Linked DNA regions of Mus musculus: region 2 is linked to region 1. A link is a contact called in public Hi-C data. All regions are on one chromosome and are shown on one strand. The core of a region is the stretch at or near the end of the contact, and the rest is flanking DNA. Distances in the headings are between cores, read along the strand shown.

The links. A called contact is a pair of places that touch in the nucleus more often than the background predicts.
Region 2: a Hi-C map of the N1E-115 cell line shows a contact between it and region 1, with 6 times the contacts expected there. The contact joins two enhancer-like sites. A contact is called at or near these places in 3 of 39 promoter capture datasets (liver and stem cell-derived epiblast-like cells), 1 of 484 Hi-C or Micro-C datasets (the N1E-115 cell line), 1 of 115 datasets of contacts at active chromatin or transcription factors (embryonic stem cells) and 1 of 9 other capture datasets (embryonic stem cells).

What each region holds. Positions count from the first base shown.
Region 1 is chr1:155,723,413-155,729,101 of GRCm38.p6, reverse strand. It overlaps Lhx4 (LIM homeobox protein 4), which reads left to right. Exons shown (of 6, transcript NM_010712.2): 2 at 4,141-4,312. Among named protein-coding and RNA genes, the nearest start is that of Lhx4, 16 kb to the left of the region's middle. Within about 2 kb of position 2,716, at least 1 of the 459 cell types and tissues checked has an H3K27ac peak or open chromatin away from gene starts, as enhancers often do. A contact at or near this core is called in the N1E-115 cell line, where this site is marked.
Region 2 is chr1:156,238,208-156,243,896 of GRCm38.p6, reverse strand. No RefSeq gene overlaps it. Among named protein-coding and RNA genes, the nearest start is that of Gm30472, 28 kb to the right of the region's middle. Within about 2 kb of position 2,631, at least 16 of the 459 cell types and tissues checked have an H3K27ac peak or open chromatin away from gene starts, as enhancers often do. A contact at or near this core is called in the N1E-115 cell line, where this site is marked.

The DNA of each region.
Region 1 (5,689 bases), core at 1,467-3,966:
CCTTGTCGTTCAGCTTTCTCCCTCTCTGCATCTTTTGTCCTTGATTCACTTCTTTGAGCTGGAAGGCTTCTGAGTTGTCTGCCTTTCCCTGACGGATGTGTGGGAGCAGGCATCCTTGCTAACCTCCAACCTAACCCCTCCCCTTCGGGAACCACTGCCCCTTGTTAGAGGCTGGGCTTGACCTGGCTCTTCACCGCTGCACTGTGCTTACAGGCAGTCTCTCCTGGCCAGCACTCTTTTCAAGCCTTTCCCCAACAGCCCCGCTGCCCCGCGCCCCACCCCCACCCCACCCCGGTGGTCCCAGGTAGAGACCACAGGAGTGGCTGAATAAATACTTCAGGTGCGCAGGTATGCCCCAAGCTTTTCTGGCTTGCCCCACGATCTGCACTGGAGGGCAATGAGGTGTTTGAGAGAAATGGCTATCAAGATCCAGAGAGGTGAAGCCCACAGACAGACTGGCAGGACTTTCCATTTCTAAGAGCAGCTAACCCATCTTGTAATCACAGAGAACCCTGAGGGATGAAGGCTGTGGGCCTTGCCCTGACTTTCCCCCAGGTGTTGATTCCTTCACCTCAGGTAATCCTGAGAGGAAGTGTTGGCCACATCACCCCAGTTTTCCAAGTGAGGAGCTGAGGCAGAGTGGTCATTTGCCCAAGGTGACAAAGCAGAGGCAGGATGCAAATGCAGACAGTCTGGTACTAGAATCCACACTTTACCGGTGTCCTTCCCATCTCTTGTTAAGTTGCTGTGTGAGCCATCAGAAGTCCTCCGTAAATACTCCAGTTTTTATTTTATTTTATTTTATTTTATTTTATTTTATTTTATGCCTTTCGCACAGAGGAGAACTTATGTTTGAGACAAGGTCTTGCCTAATCTGTTTTTAAACTCGTAGTCCTTCTACTCAGGCTTCCCAAATGCTGGGATAACAGGTGTGCGCCACGTTCCTGGCTTGGAAAAAATCTGTGAAGTAGAAAGAAAGAAATCCTAGAATACAAACGGTGGTGATTAGCAAGTGTCCAGCCTGCACAGCTTTCTCGGCCTAGGAGTCAGGGAGCGGCACTGACCAGCAGATCTGATTTTCAAATGGATGCTGGCGATCCTTAGGCTCGAAAAGGGACAGGGGAGGTTGGGGCTTAATGGCTCCAAGGTGGCCTCTTGGGTGTTACCGCTATTGATGAGGTTTAGCACGTATTCCAAGTTCAAACAAGTGTCTGGAGAGTTAAGAAAGATTCCTCTGAACATGGATGTTTTTGAGATTTTTTTTTGTTAGCATACATTAATTGTACATAATATTGAGTTCCACATGTGTATATGATGTCTTTTGGTCGCGTCTGCTTACCTCATACTCTTTCTGGGTCCCTGTCTCCACATCTCCCACCCTTCGCAGATCATCTTTTCCATTCCATTCCATTCTTTTCTTTCCCTCTTTTCTTTCTTTCCTTCTGACAGGATTGCATGGAACCCAGACTGCAGTCACATTTTCTATGTAACTCAGGCTGTCCTTAAACTCCCGATCCTTCAGTCTCCACCTCCCAACAGCTGAAATCACAGATATACCTAGTACACTTCTTTTAGAATTATTTTAGGTTTATTTTTTTTATTAATTAATGTGTTTTATGTGTATGAGTGTTTTGCCGGCATGCATGCCCGTGCACCATGCGCCTGGCTGTTCTCTGCAGATGTCAGAAATGGGTATTAGATCTGAAACTGGAGTTACAGATGGTTGTGAGCCACCATAGCTGGAAACATAACTCCAGCCCCCTGTGAGCCTTTAACTTCTGAGCCTTATCTCCAGCTCCATCTTTTTTTTTAAAGATTTATTTATTTATTTATTTATTTATTTATTTATTTATTATATGTAAGTACACTGTAGCTGTCCTCAGACACTCCAGAAGAGGGAGTCAGATCTCATTACGGATGGTTGTGAGCCACCATGTGGTTGCTGGGATTTGAACTCCTGACCTTCGGAAGAACAGTCGGGTGCTCTTACCCACTGAGCCATCTCACCAGCCCTCCAGCTCCATCTTTAAAAGACTTAGAATCTGCTAGATCTAACTTCATTATTTATGAATGAACAAAAACTCCATGGGTATATATCTCCCTCCCTGCCTTGCAACAGCGTGTCACTATGCTGCTGCCTCTTGGGTGCAAGGATAAAAGGTACACACCACCGCACTCTGCTCCATTTTCTTTTATTTTTCACATTTATTTTCTCTATATGTGCACGTGTCTTTGTGTGTATGCTACATGTGTGCAGGTGCCCGAAGAGGCCAGAAGAGGGAGTCACGACTATATGGTCGTTTGAGAGCCTCCTGATGCGTAGGTACTGGGAATCAAACTTAGGTCCTCTGGAAGACCAGGAAGTGCTCTTACCTGCTCAGCGGCCTCTCTAGTACCATATCCTATTTTCTTTATCCATTCACCTGTGGATGAACACCTAGGCCAATCTTAAAATGCCACTGTTGTGAAGATTGCCGTGAGAATCATGGGTATGCAGGCGCCTCTATTGTGTGCTGTCTGCCCTTCCTTAGGTTATATATTCAGGAATGGTGCAAGCTGGAATATGCCAAGTCTATTTTTAGTTTTTTGAGGCACAGCCATGGGATTTTTCATAGTAGCTGCATTCATTTATATTCCCTTCGACAGTCACTAAGGTTCTTCTCCACACATCCTCTGCCTTTTTTTGTTTTGTTGTTTGTTTCTTCACTGTAGACACTCTGTTGAGGGTGAGGTGAAATCTCAGTGGCCATGTAGGTTTTGATATGTTGGTTTTTTCCCCTTGGTAACGTTTTAAAAATACTATCTCACTCTTGAGCATGACAAATGTTCAAGATTCACGAGCTGTTCAGGTTTAGTACTTTTATCAACATTGTGGAGCAAGGAAGGAGGAAACACAGAACCCTTCCAAATGAATGTTGGTAGTGAGAGTGGAAGCAGTTGCTATGGAGCAGAAAACCTTGCAGAACTGGACTCTTGTGCCAGGCACCTGCTAATTGCTGAAAGAGAAACATTGTTCCTATCCCTGGGGACCCCTCTTTCCAGTGGGAGTAATTATGTGCAAACAATTAGCAAAAATTAATTATAACAGATAAGGGAAAGTCATCGTTGTAGAAGCTGGCCCCTGTGAGTGTGTACATGGGGGTGGGGCAATGCTTGGACCTTTATGTGTTTACTCTTACTATCTGTTACATTCCTCTCTCTCTCTCTCTCTCTCTCTGTAGGAGTATCGGAAAAAATATTTACAGACTCTAGCACAGCCATGGAAACCTGGTCATTTTACAGATTTTTAAAAAGTACTCCAAGATATTATTAAACCTCAAGCAATACCTTGATGGAATTGTCAGAGCAGCAGGAAGTCACTGATAGAAAGGATGGGGCAATGGTTAGAGTTTGGTTGCAGGCAACAGACCCCCACTGTCATTATTGTAGTGGACAGTGGTTCATTGCTAGGTGCTGAGTGACTTTCAGCTTGGAGGAGACACCTTTCTGTCGAATGTGCAGGGACAAGCCTTTCCCTCTAGAACGTCATTGCCTTGGCCATGATTGGTCAAGGTACTTCGACCACAGCTCTTCTTTGGCTCTCCTGAGACCCACACTGGTATGATATGAGGCTGTTCCTCAGCTGTCATCCATTTACCGCAGTTCTGAATGAAAGTTTCTTTCAATACCTCTGGTTGGTGAACTTCAAAGCACAAGCTGGGAACTGGGGATGCGGTTCAGTTGTACAGTACTTGCCTAACATGTGAGACCCCAATTCTATCCCTGCCACTTCAGAACCCACGCTGGAAGGGAGTCTGGAAAACCAAAGTATAACTTTCCTGTGTGAAGCATAGGAAAAACCATCACCAGGGGCATGCTGTTTGAGTCATGGCATCTCTTTCAGCTTATGAAGAGACTGAGTTTCCCTTGAGCACCCTCAGGCCTGGATCTTGGCTTAACCCCACTCCTGGTAGCATTTGCTTCTCAAGCCAGATGGCCTTGGTCCATGCCTAGATGCTTCACGTTGGGATGATGTTTTAATACAACTTCTACCCAGTAATGAAAACATGGCAGCCTGGGGGTGGGGTCCCATGAGGTACCCATTTCAGGGCCTGGTCTGGCTGAAGACTCATACTCTCTCCCTCTCTCTCCCCTCTGCAGAGATTCCCCAGTGTGCTGGCTGCAACCAACATATCCTGGATAAGTTCATCCTGAAGGTCCTGGACAGACACTGGCACAGCTCCTGCCTCAAGTGCGCAGACTGCCAGATGCAGCTGGCTGACAGATGCTTCTCCAGGGCCGGCAGTGTCTACTGCAAGGAAGATTTCTTCAAGTGAGTCACAGCCTACTGCTCCTCACGGCTGCCTCTGCCTTCTCTCAGGCAGCGGGGAGGATAGGCCCCTTCGTTGTAGTCCCCCCGGGCCCCATTGCAACCTGGGAACTAGCATTTTGACCTCACCAGGGCTCTTCAGAGTGGAGATCTGACAAAGGGCATGGGCTAAGCTTCACCAACTTCGCTTTCTGTCTCAGTGAGTTGGGGCTCAGCGTTTGCCCAATCAGGAGACTCTCAGAGCATAGGCTCTTAGCTTGTGCCCTACACCTGAAGGAGCGTTCAAGCTGCTTTCAGGCCTCAGAGGGGAGGGGAGGGTGCCAGGGTCCATAGGTTTCATTGTCTGGATTGTAAACAAGACAGTTAGTAGCCCAGCCCTGCCTGGGCTTGAAATGACTTGTTGGCTGTGGTCCTTTAGTCAGTTACTTAACTTTGATGTGTCTCAGTTTGCTTATCTGTACAATGGGGCTGCAAATAGAGCTCTTATCTCACATTGGCTTTAAATAGAGTAACAGGTAAAGTTCTTGGGAGGAAATGTCACTTGAAATTGACTTTAAAGACTGTCCTGGACTTTCTATCCTGGAACTGAGTTCATCAGGAAAATCCCGTTGGGGCTTTGGGCAAGTGAGAGTCTCCCAGAATTTATTTTCTGCATTATCTAGTTCCTTCCTAGGACCCATTACCTGAGGCCGATGCTTTAGTCAACACTGAGCATCCAGCCAAAGGAGAACCAAGCCCAGGGTGTGAGGGTGACACATTAGTGCCACTAAGCCCGGTGCTCCTGAGTAAAGCAGGACTGCCAGGGAGGCTCATCCATCTCATTCCTGACCAGTGGCCAGCTGGGGGAGGGGCGGTCACAGCCTCCTGATCACATGTGCTAGAGACAAGGAGGAGGAATGGTGGGAAAGTCTGAGGCTTTTCAAATCCCTTCCATGGACCTGAAGAGACCGATCCTGTCTCTTCCTTTCTTTCCCTTTGGGGTGGGGGTGGTTACTGCTTCTCTTCCTTCCCATCTTCCTCTGGTTTTCCCACCTCTCGCTCTCCCTGTTTCTGTTCCCCAGTGAATGACAACGTTGTCTCCTGTCTTGCTGCCTCAATGGTGCCCTGGCTGGGCAGTGTGGCAGTCTTTGTGGGTCAATTCTGTTGGTATTGTGTGTTTCACTGTGTGTGTGTGTGTGTAAGAAGGAAGCTGGGGAAGGGGTGGCTTCTTTTGTGATGAGGACACCACCCTGCAGTTTGTCCTTGCATTTGGGGAAAGCCTCAGAGAGCTCTAGAGGTAAGGCAAAGTCTAAATTACCTTCTCAGACACCCAGAGGCGGACCTGAGTATTTCGATGCCCCTGGTCAGATAGCAGACTCCACATGGATTCTGGCTGTTTTA
Region 2 (5,689 bases), core at 1,382-3,881, 510 kb before region 1:
GGCAAGACTCCCAAAGCATAGGGAATAACGGCAAATATACATAAATAAAACTAGGAAATTCTCACTGAAAATTAGCAGGTGCAGTAGTATCCTATAGGATGGAAGAAAAAAGACATTTGCAAATTATTCATTTGATACTCAGAAATCAAAGGAAGTTAAAAAAAAAAAAACCTCAATAGCAAGAAGAGCCCAATTTCAAGATTGGGCAACAGATCTAAACAGACACTTCTCAAAAGAATGGGGTCTTTATAAATAAAACGTCACATCATCACTGGCCATCAGGGAAGTGAAATCAACACAAAGTTATCAGCTTACCCCAAAAAGGCTAAAACTTGGTGCCAGCGAAGATGCAGCAGAAACGGAGCCGTCGTACACTATTCGGGTGTAAGTTAATGTAGTCTTAGAAATATTGGGAGTCCTCAGAAGTTAAAAAATAGAACCCCCATATAAATTAGTAATTCACCACTGCGTGTGTATTGAAAGGAGATAAAATCAATATTTGGGAGAGATGTCAGCACTGTGCATTCATTGAAGGGTTCTTACAGTAACTAAGAAACAGGATAGCCAAATGTGGAGTATATACACCATAAAGAATAAAACTGGCTGAGTATGGGGGCTTGTGGCTGTAGCCAAGGGCTGAAATGGCAGGATAGCCTGAACTCATAAGTTCAAGACCATGAGGACCTCCAGGCAAGTATTTGAGGAGATACATTTGGCCTGAGGTGAACATTACACACATATACTTGTACTGAACATTACATGGAAAGTAACCCATCAATACGCACGCCTTTTACATCTTATATATTAATTAACAACTTAAAAAAAACATTATTCAAGTGGCAGGTACAGCAGCAGTTTGTCAGCTTCACCTTGCCTGTGCATCACTCGGGGAGCTCTCAAACACCTCCCACATCTCGTGAGTAATATACTGCTCCGCTTGGACCACATCCCTCAGAGATTCTGATTCAACTGGTTCCGTGTAGTTCTAATGAGCATCCGGCTGACAGCTACTATGCAGAATGCTGAACATACATACATACATACATACATACATACATACATACATACATACATACTCATGCCTCCCTGTGCTCATCATGAAACCGTCAAACTTAAGAATGGTGAGGCTCGGGGAAGGACGTGCAAGCACACCCCCTGAATCAGAGGCTTCCCTAACTTCCCTTGCCACTCTCTGCCGGCCGGCATCCTCTCTCCTTCCTGCTTCTGGAGCCCCCTTTCCTCTCTAGCACCTCATGCGGTAAGCCACTGTGCCAGATCAAGGCTTAGCCCTCAGGCCGCTGTCCTGGGAATACACTGAGAACTACAGTGCTGTGAAGTCAGTCTCATCTGAAATGGGCCGAAACGAAGACTGCGACCTAGGTTGGACTGATGGACACTGAAATCATATATTCTTTTATCGCCCCCGTAGCATCCTCCCACTGCGTGCTGACCAAATTTGATGTGAGCCTTGTATCGGAATCTGTATAGCTTTTGGCACTACTCACAGCAAGGAGCTAATGTTGGCCCTGGGCGGTGTGGCAACATATTCCCAGAAGCCCAGAGCTGCTCTCAAGGTTTGCTCACAGAACAGCAGCTGGACAAGAAAAAAGGAATAGCTGCTAAAACCTTAGCACACTGTACTTCCTTTTGTATTTGAAAGGTGACAGTAGAGCATCAGGTGGCCTGACAAAAGGACAGGGAGCCTTGGTGGCACTGCCCAGCGTGTGCTCTGTCCCTCTGCACCCATGGGACAAGCTGCACTCCCTCTGGAGCAGCAGGTCCGTGATGGAGAGGGGTTAAAAGCGGCTTTAAAGACCTCGTGGGACTTCAGTGTGGCGATTGTAAGCCCAAGAATTCACTGAATTCCTCCTGAGAGCAGACTTTGTGAGTAGAACAGCCAAATTATGGCTTGTTTCCCTCTAAGGGTCAAGCAAGTGGAGCCTTTTCGAGGCTGTGTTTGTCGTTTCTTGCTGCTAGATGGCGCTCGAGGACAAGCACTCTGCGGCCGCGCCAGCAAGTGCAGGTACCTACCATTGCACTATAGAAAATCGAATTTAGCATGCAGCTTGGAGCTTCTCTACTCCAATTATTCATTTTTAACCTGGAAAAGTAGTTAAAGCGACTTCCAAGTGAGTTCTTTGGGAATAGAGCTTTAGGGTAATTCTCATAGGGTCATCTTCCCACGGTTTCAATTTATTTTCTAATTTTACTCTATGCAAAATAGCCAGAGCATTCCCCCTTTACAGAAATTGGCAATAAACTGTGACTTTATTCCTTGGAAGAAGTGGGAAAACCCTAACAAGGCTCTAATTACACTAACCAAGACAGCTCAGTCAAAAGAAAATCTATGGCCATCTTCCGTTAGGACTAAGGCTGGTACATTGTAGAATTCTAGCAGGAAGAATATAAAATTCTCACAGTTCAGGCATGCCTGTGAATCTCCAAAAGGATTTTCTCAGGCTGAGAATACAGCTACATGTAGAACACATACTTTGCACATATGAAGTAGCCAAGGCTCTGGGGAATAGGGGTGGAAGGGGGAGTGTTCTTACTTTGTGGTGTCCTGGCTAGGAGAACCTGCAGGAACTCTATATTGTGTGATAGAGGATCTAGTGCTTGTCCTCTAGCGCCACCTAGCAGCAAGAGAAAGGCAAAACCCAATTCCAACAATGATATGTTACATTATGTTACAGTATAAGGCAGACAATGACCACATGTTACAATATGTTACAGTGTAAGAGAGCCGAGGCACAAGAGTTAAGTATCTTGCCCAAATGTGGCAGAGATTAATACTGTGTCATAGTGAGGTTAGTATGGCTTTACTAGGCACTTATTACATAAATTTATTAGAGTTCTCCAGAGGAACAGAGCCAATAGGATGAATATATCCAGAAAGGGAAGTTATGCTGGCTTACCTGTATGGTCTGGGTAGTCCAGCAATGGCTGCCTTCACATTGGAGAGAGTGAGCATCTGCTAACCACTTGGTCTATGAGGCTGGATTCCTGGGACCAGCAGGTCTTCAGACCACAGAGGAGGAGGGCTAAAGATGCTGGGCTTTAGTGTCCAAAGAGAATGGAGGCAGCAGTGCAGGCAGAAATGATAGAATAATGGACAATGGGAAGGCAAGAAGGAAAAAAAGAAAAAGAAAACCACAAAGCCTACCCATCAGTCCTTGTATCTAGGCTGCCACTGAAAGGTGTCCCTAATTCAGGGCAGGTCTACTACTTACTTCAGTTGCTGTAATTAAGGCACACCCTGTAGGCTGCCCATTACTCATTTTAGCTAGATAATCCCAGACAGATGTGCCCAGAGCTTGTCTCGGATGATTCTAGATCCTGCCATGTTGATGATATGACCTATCACAATTGACATACTTTCTATGTTTTCCATTTTCCCAACACTCCTACTACAGTTCCATTTTTATAGGTGACTTGAGCATCAGAAAGGTAAGTACTCTCTACCCAGGAGTCACATTCAGAAAGTAGTGGCGGGCTCCAAACAGGTGGCATTTCTCCAGCCAGTCACCTGAACCGCATTCTCTACATGTCTCCAGTCCCCTCTTTAAACCCTTCTGATTCCACCCACGACACTACCAAAACTGTGTCTGCCAAGGTCTCATGAGATTGCCACATCACCCAGCCCACCAGTCAGCCCCCCCACCATGTCCTGCTTCCCCAACCTACTCCCCCAACCCCATCCCCTGATCATCCCTCCTTGTCCCCCACCAATGTCATCCCGCCCTACCTGTCGGCACATGACTGCCTGACCACACTTCCTCCTGATATCCTTCGTTTCCAGGACCTCCCTTCCACCTTTAGAATTTCTTCTCTTGCTCAAGCCCTAGCATCTTTCAAGGTCCTCTTTTCCTTTCCTTCTTAACGCTTGAGGGCGCCTTAGCAAGAGTCTCCATGCTCTGGCTTTAATCATGGCCCCTAAGCTGAGGACTCCTGCCTTGTAAAATCCGCTAAGATGGCTCTCCCAAAGGGACTTAATTACCTGCTGATCTCTTCACTAACATCCAAACATCTCAAACTTAGCAAATCTGAAAATCATGAGAGCTACCCTGTCTGCACCCCTAACTATGCCATGTGTAGTTTTCTGTAACCTCATAGACTATAGCTCTCTTCCTTCCACCACCAAACTCCTGTGGTCATCCCACAGTCTTCACTTCCACTCCTAACATCCAATCAGTCGTTACCTTAGAAACAGATCTGATATGGCCACTTTCCACCACGATGGTCAGCCAAGCTTAACTACAAGCTCCTACATAAAATGTTTTTTGTTTTGTTTTGTTTTGTTTGTTTTGTTTTTTTTAATTAGGTATTTTCCTCGTTTACATTTCCAATGCTATCCCAAAAGTCCCCCATACCCACCCCCACAATCCCCTACCCACCCACTCCCCCTTTTTGGCCCTGGCATTCCCCTGTACTGGGGCATATAAAGTTTGCAAGTCCAAAGGGCCTCTCTTTCCAGTGATGGCTGACTAGGCCATCTTTTGATACATATGCAGCTAGAGACAAGAGCTCCGGGGTACTGGGTAGTTCATATTGTTGTTCCACATATAGGGTTGCAGTTCCCTTTAGCTCCTTGGGTACTTTCTCTAGCTCCTCCATTGGGGGCTGTGTGACCCATCCAATAGCTGACTGTGAGCATCCACTTCTGTGTTTGCTAGGCCCCAGCATAGTCTCACAAGAGACAGCTATATCTGGGTCCTTACAGCAAAATCTTGCTAGTGTATGCAATGGTGTCAGCGTTTGGAGGCTGATTATGGGATGGATCCCTGGATATGGCAATCACTAGATGGTCCATCCTTTCGTCACAGCTCCAAATTTTGTCTCTGCAACTCCTTCCATGGGTGTTTTGTTCCCATTTCTAGGAAGGAGCAAAGTGTCCACACTTTGGTCTTCGTTCTTCTTGAGTTTCGTGCGTTTAGCAAATTGTATCTTATATCTTGTGTATCCTAAGTTTCTGGGCTAATATCCACTTATCAATGAGTACATATTGTGCAAGTTCCTTTGTGATTGGGTTACCTCACTCAGGATGATGCCCTCCAGGTCCATCCATTTGCCAGGAATTTCATAAATTCATTCTTTTTAATAGCTGAGTAGTACTCCATTGTGGTAATTATACCACATTTTCTGTATCCATTCCTCTGTTGAGGGGCATCTGGGTTCTTTCCAGCTTCTGGCTATTATAAATAAGGCTGCTAAGAACATAGTGGAGCATGTGTCCTCCTTACCCGTTGGGACATCTTCTGGATATATGCCCAGGAGAGGTATTGCGGGATCCTCTGGTAGTACTATGTCCAATTTTCTGAGGAACTGCCAGACAGATTTCCAGAGTGGTTGTACAAGTTTGCAATCCCACCAACAATGGAGGAGTGTTCCTCTTTCTCCACATCCTTGCCAGCATCTGCTGTCACCTGAATTTTTGATCTTAGCCATTCTGACTGGTGTGAGGTGGAATCTCAGGGTTGTTTTGATTTGCATTTCCCTGATGATTAAGGATGCTGAACATTTTTTCAGGTGCTTCTCTGCCATTCGGTATTCCTCAGGTGAGAATTCCATAACATGTTTTCACGTTACCTCTCTGATGTCATCTCTACCACCTCCCCTTGCTCACTCTGCTCTTCTTCTTCTAGCATGTGTCAGCGTAGGCCAGGAGTTAGGGGACTCAGAGAGGAGATGG